Regions from separate parts of the Sus scrofa genome. Here region 1 is linked to region 2. Evidence: chromatin contacts called from public HiChIP or PLAC-seq data. All regions are on one chromosome and are shown on one strand. Each heading gives the region's core, a stretch centred on a gene start, on an enhancer-like site or on the middle of the called end of the contact. The rest is flanking DNA. Distances are from core to core; before and after follow the strand shown. Region 1 has its middle 29 kb from the start of MIR9861. Region 2 overlaps PEX14 (peroxisomal membrane protein PEX14).

The links. HiChIP or PLAC-seq counts read pairs in DNA pulled down with a chosen protein or histone mark.
Region 1: a contact with region 2 is called in an H3K27ac HiChIP or PLAC-seq map of skeletal muscle. The contact joins two enhancer-like sites. A contact is called at or near these places in 2 of 47 Hi-C or Micro-C datasets (embryonic fibroblasts and skeletal muscle) and 1 of 2 datasets of contacts at active chromatin or transcription factors (skeletal muscle).

The regions. Positions count from the first base shown.
Region 1 is chr6:71,089,418-71,094,927 of Sscrofa11.1, forward strand. No RefSeq gene overlaps it. Among named protein-coding and RNA genes, the nearest start is that of MIR9861, 29 kb to the left of the region's middle. Within about 2 kb of position 4,219, at least 16 of the 83 cell types and tissues checked have an H3K27ac peak or open chromatin away from gene starts, as enhancers often do. A contact at or near this core is called in skeletal muscle, where this site is marked.
Region 2 is chr6:70,792,908-70,798,457 of Sscrofa11.1, forward strand. The region is part of intron 3 of PEX14 (peroxisomal membrane protein PEX14); the gene reads left to right. Among named protein-coding and RNA genes, the nearest start is that of PEX14, 58 kb to the left of the region's middle. Within about 2 kb of position 1,579, at least 11 of the 83 cell types and tissues checked have an H3K27ac peak or open chromatin away from gene starts, as enhancers often do. A contact at or near this core is called in skeletal muscle, where this site is marked.

The DNA of each region.
Region 1 (5,510 bases), core at 2,969-5,468, 300 kb after region 2:
TGGGTGGAGCAGGGCAGCACACAGGCCCGGCCATTCTCTCTTCCCCGGCTGGGCACGTGGGCGCCACACCGAGGACGCTCCTCGGGTGGAACGAGAAGCAATGTCACCCTTGCTCGGCAAGGAGTGTAGCTCTCGGCCTGCTGGCCAGCACGTCACGTCCCTCCCTCCAGGAAAGACCTGACTTCCACGGGCTGCGTGTGTGTGTGTGTGTGTGTGTGTGTGTGTGCGCGCACGCGCACGTGTGTCACGTGTGTGTCTGGGCATCGCCTTTTGGGTGCTGTCCTGTTCCAGATATGGGTGCCCCTTCCTACTGTCTGGACCCCTCACTCACAGTGCTCCTGGGTGTCTCAGCCCCACACCATAACCCCCATTGCAGGTGATCTTCTGAACTTCCTGTGTCCTTGCCTCACCAGGGGAACCCCACCTTTTGTACAAGCCCCCAAGTCCCGGGTTGTCTTCATCCCTGCAGATACATCCCTACTGCTTGTCGTTTCGTTTTCTCCCCGAGGGGTGGGAAGAAGACAAGCCCCACAGGGAGGGAGGGGATGGCGTTGGCTCTTTCCTTGTCATTGGCCATTTGCTGCCTGCTTCACCAGGCGTGTTTTGAGCATGTTTGCATAAAGTGGATGCAGGCTGCAATTCCGTGATGAATTCTATGAATACTAATCCGCTACTACCCTTGACCTTGGGGTCACCGAAAGATCAAAACCAAACCATTTAATATTTTCCTTTTGCAGATCAATAGAAGCATAAATTCCCCCTCAATGACAAGTATAATTTCAAACAGATCTATAGAAGGCATGCGTGCATTTCCAGCCACAGACACTTGCTGCCTGCCTGGCCTTTTGGGGAGCAGACAAGGAGTTTCTTGCCTTTTCTACCATTGAATTTCTTTTTGCCTTTTTTTTTTTATGGCTCTGAAATGCTATTTTCAGCAGCTGCTGTCATATAAATATCTCTTGTTTTTCTTCTCCTCTTTCCCTCCTGGTGAAAAGGGCAGGGGACCTATTGAAAATTCCGCTTTATCTCTTTCAGTCGGGTTCAAGTACAGGTCGAATAATCGATCCCTCCTCCTTTTCTTTTTTAAGTTTCCTGTCGTTCTTTTGGCCGGATCAGCAGTGGCGAGCAGCTCTCATTTGCAGATCCTCTCAGGTCTCTGTTGCTGGGTTTGTGTGCGGGTGTACGCGTGCACACGTGCTGTCTGGAATTGGGGACGGGAGGGGGGGATGGGGGGGTCACTGAGTGTGTGAGTGGACCTTTGTGCCCACGACCATGGACGCTCCTGCGAGTTCAAACTCTCATCCAGAACTTGAGGAGGGAGGAAATAGAAAATCCTGAAAAAGTTGAAGGCTGGAGCGGGCATTGTTAACCCCTTCAGTTCCCAGGCAGAGCCGGGATGGGACTGGGTGGTCTCCCAGCTGACTTTCCAGGCTGCAGCTTCGCGTGCACCTCGCCAAAAGCCTTTGTATGAACACAGCACTGAGAAGAGGGGGAAGTTGCAAAAAGAAGAAGGGAGGGGGGAACACAACAAAACAAAACTGGAGGCCGAGGGGGAAAAAAGCAAAAGAAAAGAGAAAGAGAATTAAACCATTCATCTACCCAGATTTTCCACTTCACAGAGTAATCAGTTTGGAAGTGATTGAAACAAAGTGGAAGGCACGACTGTCACCCCCGCCCTCCGGTCCACGTTCCTTATTTACAGAAAAAAGGGGGTCTCCCTGCCCCCCCAAAAGGCCCCCATGTCCGCCCCAGTGAGGGACAAGGACCCCAGCCCTCTACTGCAGCTGCCCGATGCCTTGACACCCGGGCGACGGCTGCCCTGAGCTGGAGGTGCAAAGCCAAGATGATTTAATTTATAGAAAGGACAAGGATGTCGTGTAGCAGATTTAATCATCGGAGAGTTTAAAAAAAAATAAGGACCGGGCTAATGTCGTAATTTACATTTCAGGATAATAAAGAGAGAAAGACAGAAAAGGAAGGGCCCGTAGCAGCCTGCGAGAGGCCGAGAGGAGGGGAGGCCGACCAGGGGGCCGAGGGAGCCCAATAGATTTGCCTGAAACACCAATAAATTTTAAAACAAACCCAGAAAGCTAAAGACAGCCCCTGGAAAGTGCTGGGAAAATGGACCATCGATTTTAGGCTTGATCTGCATTTTGTATTTTAATAATGCTCTCTCTGTCTTTCCTTTTCTCTCTCTCCCTCTCTCCCTCTCTCTCTCTTTTGCAAAATATAAAAGCTGATCTGATAAATATTAATTTGAACCATCATAATGTATTTGAAAATTCCAGCTAAAATGTCACCACATGGAACATTAATGTAATATTTCAAGGCCCTGAGAGCAATACTCATATTGATTGCATTTATTTCACTCTAGGGACGAGAGATAATTCTTCAGTGTGGGACACATCTGGGAGCCAAGGAGGCAGGGGCTGAGGGGAGAAATGCGAAATTATATATGGTCATAAAAAATACAAAACAGAAAATCCTCCCCAAAACTCTCCCCTCTCCTGTGCCACCCCACACCCAAACTTGGCTATTTCATGTCTCAGCATGCCATGGGGCATGGGCGGCAGAAGCCCAGGTGCCTTTGGGCAAAAGGCAAAAAGCTTGAGTGTGTGCCTCTGGGGCGGTGGTTGCAGGATGCGGGCCGCCTTGCCCTGGGCCCCAGCACGTGGGCCCTGCCTGCCGGTGGTGGCTGGTGTCGGGGCCCAGCTGGGGATGGACAGACCCGCAGAGGGACGGGCCCAGCTGCCCCCCCACCCCATGCCAGAGCTGCGGGGTGGGAAGTTTGTGAATGCCCAAGAACTGTGGGGACCTGGGAGCTGGGAGAGAGAGGAGAAGGGGGGAGGGGGAGGGGGGAGGGGAAAAGGGGGAGGGGGAGTGGAGGCTGAGAGAAAGGAAAGAAAGAAGAAAGGTAGCAAAACAGAGGAAGAGGAAGGAGGGAAGGAGAGAGAGAGAGGCAAGAGCGAGGAGGGAGAGAGGGGAGCAGAGACAGGAGGAAAGGAGAGAAGGAAAGAGAGGGGGGGGGAGCCGTGGGCTGTCTGGAGTCCCAGCTCCTCTCACTGTCATTAAGGATATTGATGTGCTCAGGCGTCAACGAGTCTTTGCACAAGTGAAAGGAAATCCGATGCTGGTGATGACCCCGAGCCCACGCCCTCCGTGCCCCCTGCCCGCCTGGGGCTGAGACATGCAAGGCCTGGGGTGGGAGGGCTGCGGTGGTGAGAGCTCCATCCAGGGCTCCGGGACTCCAAGCGTCCCTAGCCCGGGGTCCGTGCAGGGGTGGGGAAGGGGGCCCCTGGAAACTGCTCCTTTCAACCCCCGATACCCACAGCTCCTCCAGGGCTGGCTGGCTGGTCTCCTGACTCCACCTCTGAGAATACGGGCAGCCCCGACTGGGCTGAGCAGGGTCGCCCCCGACGCCCACGGAGCCCTCAGCCAGAACTAGAGACTCAACTTCCTCCTTGCTTCTTGGGGTTGTGGGGTGGGGGTTGAGCATCCCTAGAAGCCCAGGGGCGGGGTAAGAAGAGGCCCCAGAGGCCCAGGGACCGGCCAAGGTCAGAAACATCCTTGCCATTCTTCAGATCTCTGCACAAAGGTCACCTTCTCACAGAAGCCCTCCCAGGCCACCTAGACAGCCCCCAACACACACTCCCTGTCACGCCAGAGAGTTTGGTTTTAACGAGAGCACTTGTTACTAACTGGAATTATCTTAATTTGCGTTTATGTGCTTTTTCTCTCCCCCTCCCCCAACTTGGCGATTAAATTTCTAAGGACAGGGACCTTGCCTGTCCTGCTCACCATCATATCACCTACACCGGGCACAAAGCAGATGCTCCTGGGCATTAGCGACCTGATGGAAAAAAGGAAGGAAGGGAGGATGGATGGATGGATGGATGGATGGATGGATGGATGGATGGATATGCTAAAAGCTCTGCCCTTACGCTAACCAAGCCCTCCCATCCTGAGCCCCCTTTCAGCCCTGTGACCCCGCGTCGCCCCCACCCCCGACCCCTCCCAGCCCCAGCTCCCGCTGCCGCCCGCCGCCCGCCGCCAAGGCTGCGCACCCCCGCCTCCCCTGAGCCGTCACTCGCGGAGCTGCCACAATATTGTGAAGGCTCCGCGCTCCCGCTCCTCCGCGCAGCCCACAGCCCGCGCGAGGAAAGCGAGGGAGGCGGCGGGCGGGCGGCTCGGCGATGAATAATGCATGACCAAGGCGCCCCCTACCGGCGGCCGTGGGCTCCGCGGGGACAGGGCCCCGCCGCGCCCTGACCTCCCCGGGACCAGGAGGCCGAGGCAGGGCCCACGTCCCTGCTCGCGGCGTCCAGGGAGGAAACCTCCCGCCCCTCCAGGATCCAGCTGCCCAGCCCTTGCCCTCTCCAGGTCTGGAAGCAGCCTCTGCCCTCCCCAAGACCGAGGACCGCGTCTGGGGCCTTTGGGGTGGTGGTGGAGGCTGCAGAGAGGCCGCCGCAGGCCCGTGGGGCGGGATGGGGCCGCCCACTGCGTGTCAGTCCAGGGCCTCTGCACCAGGCTTTGGGCTGGCCCAGAAGCGCAGCCTGCGGAAAGGAGCAGCTGAAAGGCAGGGGAGAACAGAGAAAACAGCTAACCCCCCTTATAAAAATCAGTGCAAATTATTTGGTGACATTTGGGTGTTATCTATAGCTCATGGTAAATATCCAAATATATAATTATCTAATTCAGTTAATGTCATCAAGAAATTTGTTCAAACAGGATCACAAGTGTTTCCAAGTTTCCATAGAATAGAATATGGAGATGCTTTTTTTTTTTCTTTTTTGTAAGTTTAAATACAGACAGGCCCACTATGTATATGTATGTGTCTGTCATTTTAGAATAAGGGTTAGAGTTCCTGTTGTGGCTCAGCAGGTGAAGAACCTGACGAAGTGGAGTTCCCGTCGTGACTCGGTGGTTTACGAACCCAACTAACATCCATGACAACATGGGTTCCATCCCTGGCCTCGATCAGTGGGTTAAGGATCCGGTGTTGTCCTGAGCTGTGGTGTGTAGGTCGCAGATGTGACTCGGATCCTGCGTTGCTGTAGCGGTGGTATAGGCAGGCTCTGATTCAACCCCTAGCCTGGGAACCTCCATATGCCATGGTGAGGCCATAAAAAGACCAAAAAAATCAAGACAAAACCAAAAGCAAAACCAAAAAACCTTACATAGTGTCCATAAGGATGTGGGTTTGAACCCTGGCCTCACTCAGTGGGTTAAGAATCCAGCATTGCCATGGCTGTGGCATAGGCTGCAGCTGCAGCTCCAATTCCACTCCTCGCCCCGGGGAACTTCCATATGCCATGGGTGTAGCCATAAAAAGAAAAAAAAAAATAGAATAAGTGTCCTGGAAGTGTCTTCCTGGGGGTCTCTTTTGGGGAGGAATGGATCTTCTGGGCTGCCCTCCACCTGGAGACCCCCAGTGGCAGAGAGAATCAGGAGGAGACCCTCACCAGGCCTGGAGTGTCTCCTAAGATGACTGTCATCTCTGGGGTCCCACT
Region 2 (5,550 bases), core at 329-2,828:
GCCCTGCCCTCTCAGAGCTTAAATTCTACCGGGGAAAGGAAGACAAGTCAACAAATGAAAAAAAACAGAACATGTGGTTTGTCAGATGGCCGGGCGCCATGGAGGAGAAGCGGCTGGGCTGTGGGCTGGAGGGGCCGGTGCTGTGTCCGACCGGGTTGCACTCCTGCACGAGGTGCATAGAGGGTGTCCCTCAGGGAGGATGACATGTGAACGAGGACCCGAAGGAGATGAGTGCTTGTTAGCGAGCAGAATTCCTCCTCGACCCCCAGCGTGGCTTAGAGTTTTTAGAATTTTAGGCAGCAGCAAACTTGAGAGGCACCCTGCCTGTTTCTTCCTCTAAAGAGAACCACAGGCGTTTAGCCCGCACTTACACCCGGGATCACTGGACTTAATCACCCACCTCCATTATCCTCTAAAATGCTGCTTCAGTCAGTAATTATCTATTTCCGAGTTGAATCCCAATAGGGTAAGTTCTGGCAGGACCTTTTCTGGGCAAAGAATTCCAAGGTTTGATGGGCGTCTGGGGAAGAAGAGCCCTCTGTGGATTTAAACTTCATTTTTTAAATTTCCGGCTGTTCCTAGGGTCAGGCGTACGCGATCAGTGTAGCTTGGCACCATCTCTGCTGGGTGGGCGGGGGCCCTGGGGGGAGCAGCTTTTGTAAAGGAGCTTGCAGCTGCCCTGTCCCCAGCAGCGAGTGGGAAGGAAAAGAAGCTGGTTCACTGGTCTTTGGGGCTGGGGAACGTGTCTTGAGGGGAGGGACCAAGGTCCTGGCATCCTCCGGCATGTCTCCCCACAGGACTCATTGCAATGGTGGGTTGGAGTGCTGGCTTTGGGCGAGCTCACAGCTACTGTAGTCTTGGCTTTTCCTAGCAAATGTCACTTCAGGGAATTGCAGTGGAGCATTGCCTTGAATTATAATCTTGACTTTTTTTTTTTTTTTTTAATAAACATCTCTTTCCTGAAAAGGCAGAGCTAATTTTGTTTTTCTTTTAATATTATTTAATATTTAATATAGAAATTGAGGTCCCTGTAGTGCATGTCAGTTCAGTGGAAAATGAGGGTGACTTTAGGCACATCCGTGGTGTTTGTTTTATCGTGAAGCCACAGCCCAGAGCAGGGGCTTCATCCCATCCCTGCACCTGACAGGTTAAATGTGTGCTCTCTGATTTCAGGGGCCGGGGTGGGGAGAGGGAGTGAAAGCTCTTCTACAGATGGAAGAGCATTGGTTTGCAAAGGTCTTTGGTGTTTGTGTTTTTTGTTTTCGTTTCTTTGAGATCTCTTTTGGATGCTTTAAAGTCGGAATATGGAGTCATTAATGAGAAACATGAAGTTATTAGAATCATTTATCATTTTCTTTGAAGCTTGTACTGCCAGTTTGTGTAATTTACAACATTTCTTTCTTTTATCGGGAATTTTTTGGATGAAAGAGAAAAGCAGCTGTTCACCTTCAGAGTATTAGAATAAATGTTTTTGTTTTCCTTCCAACCGCTTGATTCTGCAGATGACATCAGCTGGAGAGCCAGCCACACATGAAGATAATTGGACTGTGTGTGGGGTTTAAGCCCTCATAGAACTGGTCTATATATAGAAGCAGTTCTTGCCAGGCAGGCATCCTATCTGGGGCTTTAAGCAGGCTGCAATCCAGGAGGTTAGAGTAACTTGAAAACAGCAGTAGAATCAGTCCAGAAAGTTAGAAGTTTGGACATTGTTGCCAGTAGGCTTATGCAGATCTGACACCCTGTCCAACCACAAAATGCAGGAGGCAGTCTGCCTCCAAACACGTTTGGCAGTCTGAGTATACGGCGGGTAAAAGCGATGCTTGCTTGTGGCGGGTGCCGGGATAGATGAGGTAGGGGAAGGAAGCATTGCCCATCAGCTTCCCCTCTGACATCTGTTGCAGAACAGGATTCTAGAAGGAGGATGAGCATCATCCGCTTTTCTCTGTGATTCTGCATGGCGGGGCCTGGGTAGTGCTGGCCAACCCTTGGGCTTACAGTGTCCTTGTCACGCGTGTTAAGTCAAGGGCTGTCCTCTTCCTGATCTAACGGACAGATCAGGGGTCAGGGATCGTGCAGGTAAGTGAAACAAGAAGAACACACCGCCATGCTCTCTGGTTCTCAGAGGTGAAACCAGATCTGATCTTTCTTCTGTTCCTGGAAGCGGAACCCCCAGGAGCAAAACTGCCTCCTTGCTGGAAATGAACTTGAGGAAGAAACCTGACGGTCTCAACCTTGGTTGTGGGGTAGAGGTGAAGGGCTTCTCTCGCTGGAGTATTTTAAGGGGGAGTGACTTCTTACACAGATTTCAATTTAACTCTCTTTTATTACTTTTCTTTTTTATCATTTACATCCATTTCATGAGGTAGTTTGCATGTCCTTGAATGGAATCTCGTTACCATGAAAGCTTTTTTAGCATTGATTTCATAACAGTCTTAATTTAATAGCTCCATCATTACTGAGTAGCTCTGGGAGTGGGGCCCTGGCTTTCCAGGTCACTGACCTTTTAATTACAAACCTTGTTCTGATGGCCAGGTTATCGACTGGACAGCTCCCAGCCTGTGCCCCCAGGATGAAAACGAAAATAACTGTTTCCTCCCCATCTCCAGGAAAAAAAAAAAAATTGTAACCTCATGTGTTTCTAAAATTAATTTTCTCCTTCAGCTTTGCTTTATAATTAATTCTTTAATGTGTCTTAGGAAAGCCAGAGTATTTTTATAACGCTGTTTTTTCGAGCTCGGGTCCAGCAGATCGCTTGGTGGGGGCGGGGAAGCGGGCCGAAGGTCTTGCCAGCTATCACCCTGTGCTTGATTGTGGCCCATTTCCTCATCCTCAGAAACTCCTGCGGCTGAGCTGGAAAGAACAGTATCGGCTCTGTGTGGGGCTCTCTGGCCCTTCTGAGTCTTTGTTAGAGAGGCATGCTTATGGCATCACGATTTAGATTCATTCCTGTATTTGCTGGAGTAATCGAGCCTCATGTATTACAGAGATTTGAAAGAGACTTCCTGTTCTGAGAAAAGACCAGGATTGGATGAGTTTTCGTACTGTCTTACCTCTCTGTTAACCTTGGGTGACTGGGGCCCTCCACGCTGGGTTCTGTTCGGTTAGGAACTTGGGTTGATCCAGGTTCTCGCTTACTGATGGTGAAGAGGGAGAGAGAAAGGAGAGGACGGCGGCCAGTAAGTAGGGTGGCCATCGGTTTTGGTTTGCCCAGGACTGTTCCAATTTTTGTTTTAGTTTTTTTCCTTTGGCCATGCCCACAGCATGCGGAAGGTCCCAGGCCAGGGATCGAACCCTAGCCATAGCGGTGACAACGCAGGATCCTTAACTGCGAGGCCACCCAGGAATTCCAGGACTGTCCCAGCTTTGTTACTGGGATTCCCACATCCCGGGCGGCCTCCCGGGCCTGGGCAAACAGGTCACCAAGCCTTCCTTGGGGGTGAGAGCTACTGTGAGACAACACGGAAGCTGGGGGAGAAGTCCACTCATAGTCGGTCCCCGTGAGGTCAGCTCACCGTCGAGTGGCATCTTCCTGCTCTTGCTCTGGCCCTGCCCCTGTGTGGCTCCAGCGCGGAGAACCTCTGGGCCGGGAGGCTGTGCCCCGCAGGTGAGCGAGCGCTGCCGGAGCAGACAGGGCGTGTGTGGCAGCCACGCTTGTTCCTGAGGATGATTGAGCATCTCCATCCATCTGTTGTGAGTGGACCAGCTTCCTTCCCTGCCAGTCTTGCATCTGCATATCCGTCACCTGCTGTTCTGGACCAGCCTATTCATCACCCTGACGGGTGTTCCCCCCATCAATTTTCCTGCTCCTCTCGTTATCCAAACTTGTCTTGAACTCCACAGATTTTGCTCAGCATCCAGAATGAGAAGTAAGGCAGTTAGACCAGCTGAACGCTGTGGTTTCTCCATCTGGGGGGTGGGGAGAGCTGGTAACACTTGCTCCCCCCAGACGGCTGAGTTAAGTAGGTTTCTACATTTCACCCTGCAATGGGGGGTCAGCGGCACAGAGGAACTTGGGGGAAAAACAGCCCTTCTTCATTTACTGAGTTGTTTTGAGGTTTTCTCTGAAAATGAAGAATGACTCTTCTTACATGCCTGCAGCAATGCTACAAAGAAAAGCAAAGTGATGCTGTCATGTACAGTAGTAGTATTTTTTTAAGTTTTTCGTCTTTTCTTTTTTGAAAAGGTAAGATATTTACATGGTTTCAAAAATGCAGACAGTAAAGAAGGCTAGACAGTGAAGACTGTTTCCTGTCATCTCTAGCCCCCCCAACCCCCCGCATCCTCTTTCCCCAGAACGCTGCTATTAGAGGTTTTTATGTAGCATTCCAAAGATGATCTAGCCATATGACAGCACGTTAATATTTATTAACAAACACTTTTTAAATACAATTGCAGCATATTTCTTGCTTTATCTTACACTTGCAATAGTGTCTTGCCACTTTAATGCATATAGATTTGCCTCACTTTTTGATGGCTGCATAGTATTCCAGTGTCATAATCTTTTTTTTTTTTTTTTTTGCATCAGTCCCAAATTAGTGGATATTTAGGTTGACATTTAAGTCTTTTGCTGTTTCCAACCATGCCTCAGTGAATGTTCTCGTGTGTGTGCTGGTGAACATGTGTTAATTTGACACTGAGCTAAATAAAGTCAAAGCATTTTCTATGTGGTAAGTAGGCTGTGCTCTGTTTTTCTTAAAAATTTCAGGAGATCACGTCCCTCCTCCCCTCAAAAGAATACAGAACCATTTTATAATATAAACATGACTCTAGGTAGGAAGAAATTTATAAGTGAAAAAAGACATTTAATAAATTATTATTAATGGAGTTCCTGTCGTGGCTCAGTGGTTAATGAACCCAACTAGGAACCATGAGGTTGCGGGTTCGATCCCTGGCCTTGCTCAGTGGGTTAAGGATCTGGCGTTGCCATGAGCTGTGGTGTAGGTCACAGACGCGGCTCGGATCCCGCGTTGCTGTGGCTGTGGTGTAGGCCGGCAGCTACAGCTCCAATTAGACCCCTAGCCTGGGAACCTCCATATGCCGCTGGTGCGGCCCTAGAAAAGACACCAAAAAAAAAAAAAAAAAAAAAAAAGCCAAAAAAACCCCAAAACAAATTGTTATTAACATTTAGCACAGATTTGGATTCTGAGGGGATGTTCTGGCCATTGGTTACATAAAAAAATGCTTTTTTTTCCCTAAAACAATCCCTTTTTACCCATTTTTTGAAGGGGTGGGACGCATAAGTTTAAATTTTGATTCAAAATAAATATTTGCATAAATAGACAGCTTTGGAAACTGGAAAGTTAGTATCTGTTTTCCGATGAAGTACAGCCCTTCAGCATCTGTAGGGGGTTGGTTCCAGGACCCCAAGGATATCAGAACCCACGGATACTCAGGTTCCTCATGTGAAATGGTATTTGCATATAACCGACACGATCCTCTTGGACACTTTAAATCATCTCTAGGTTACTTATAAAACCCAATAAAACGTAAATGATGTGTAAGTAGTTGCTTGTGCTTGGCAAATTCAAGTTTTGCTTTTTGGAACTTGCC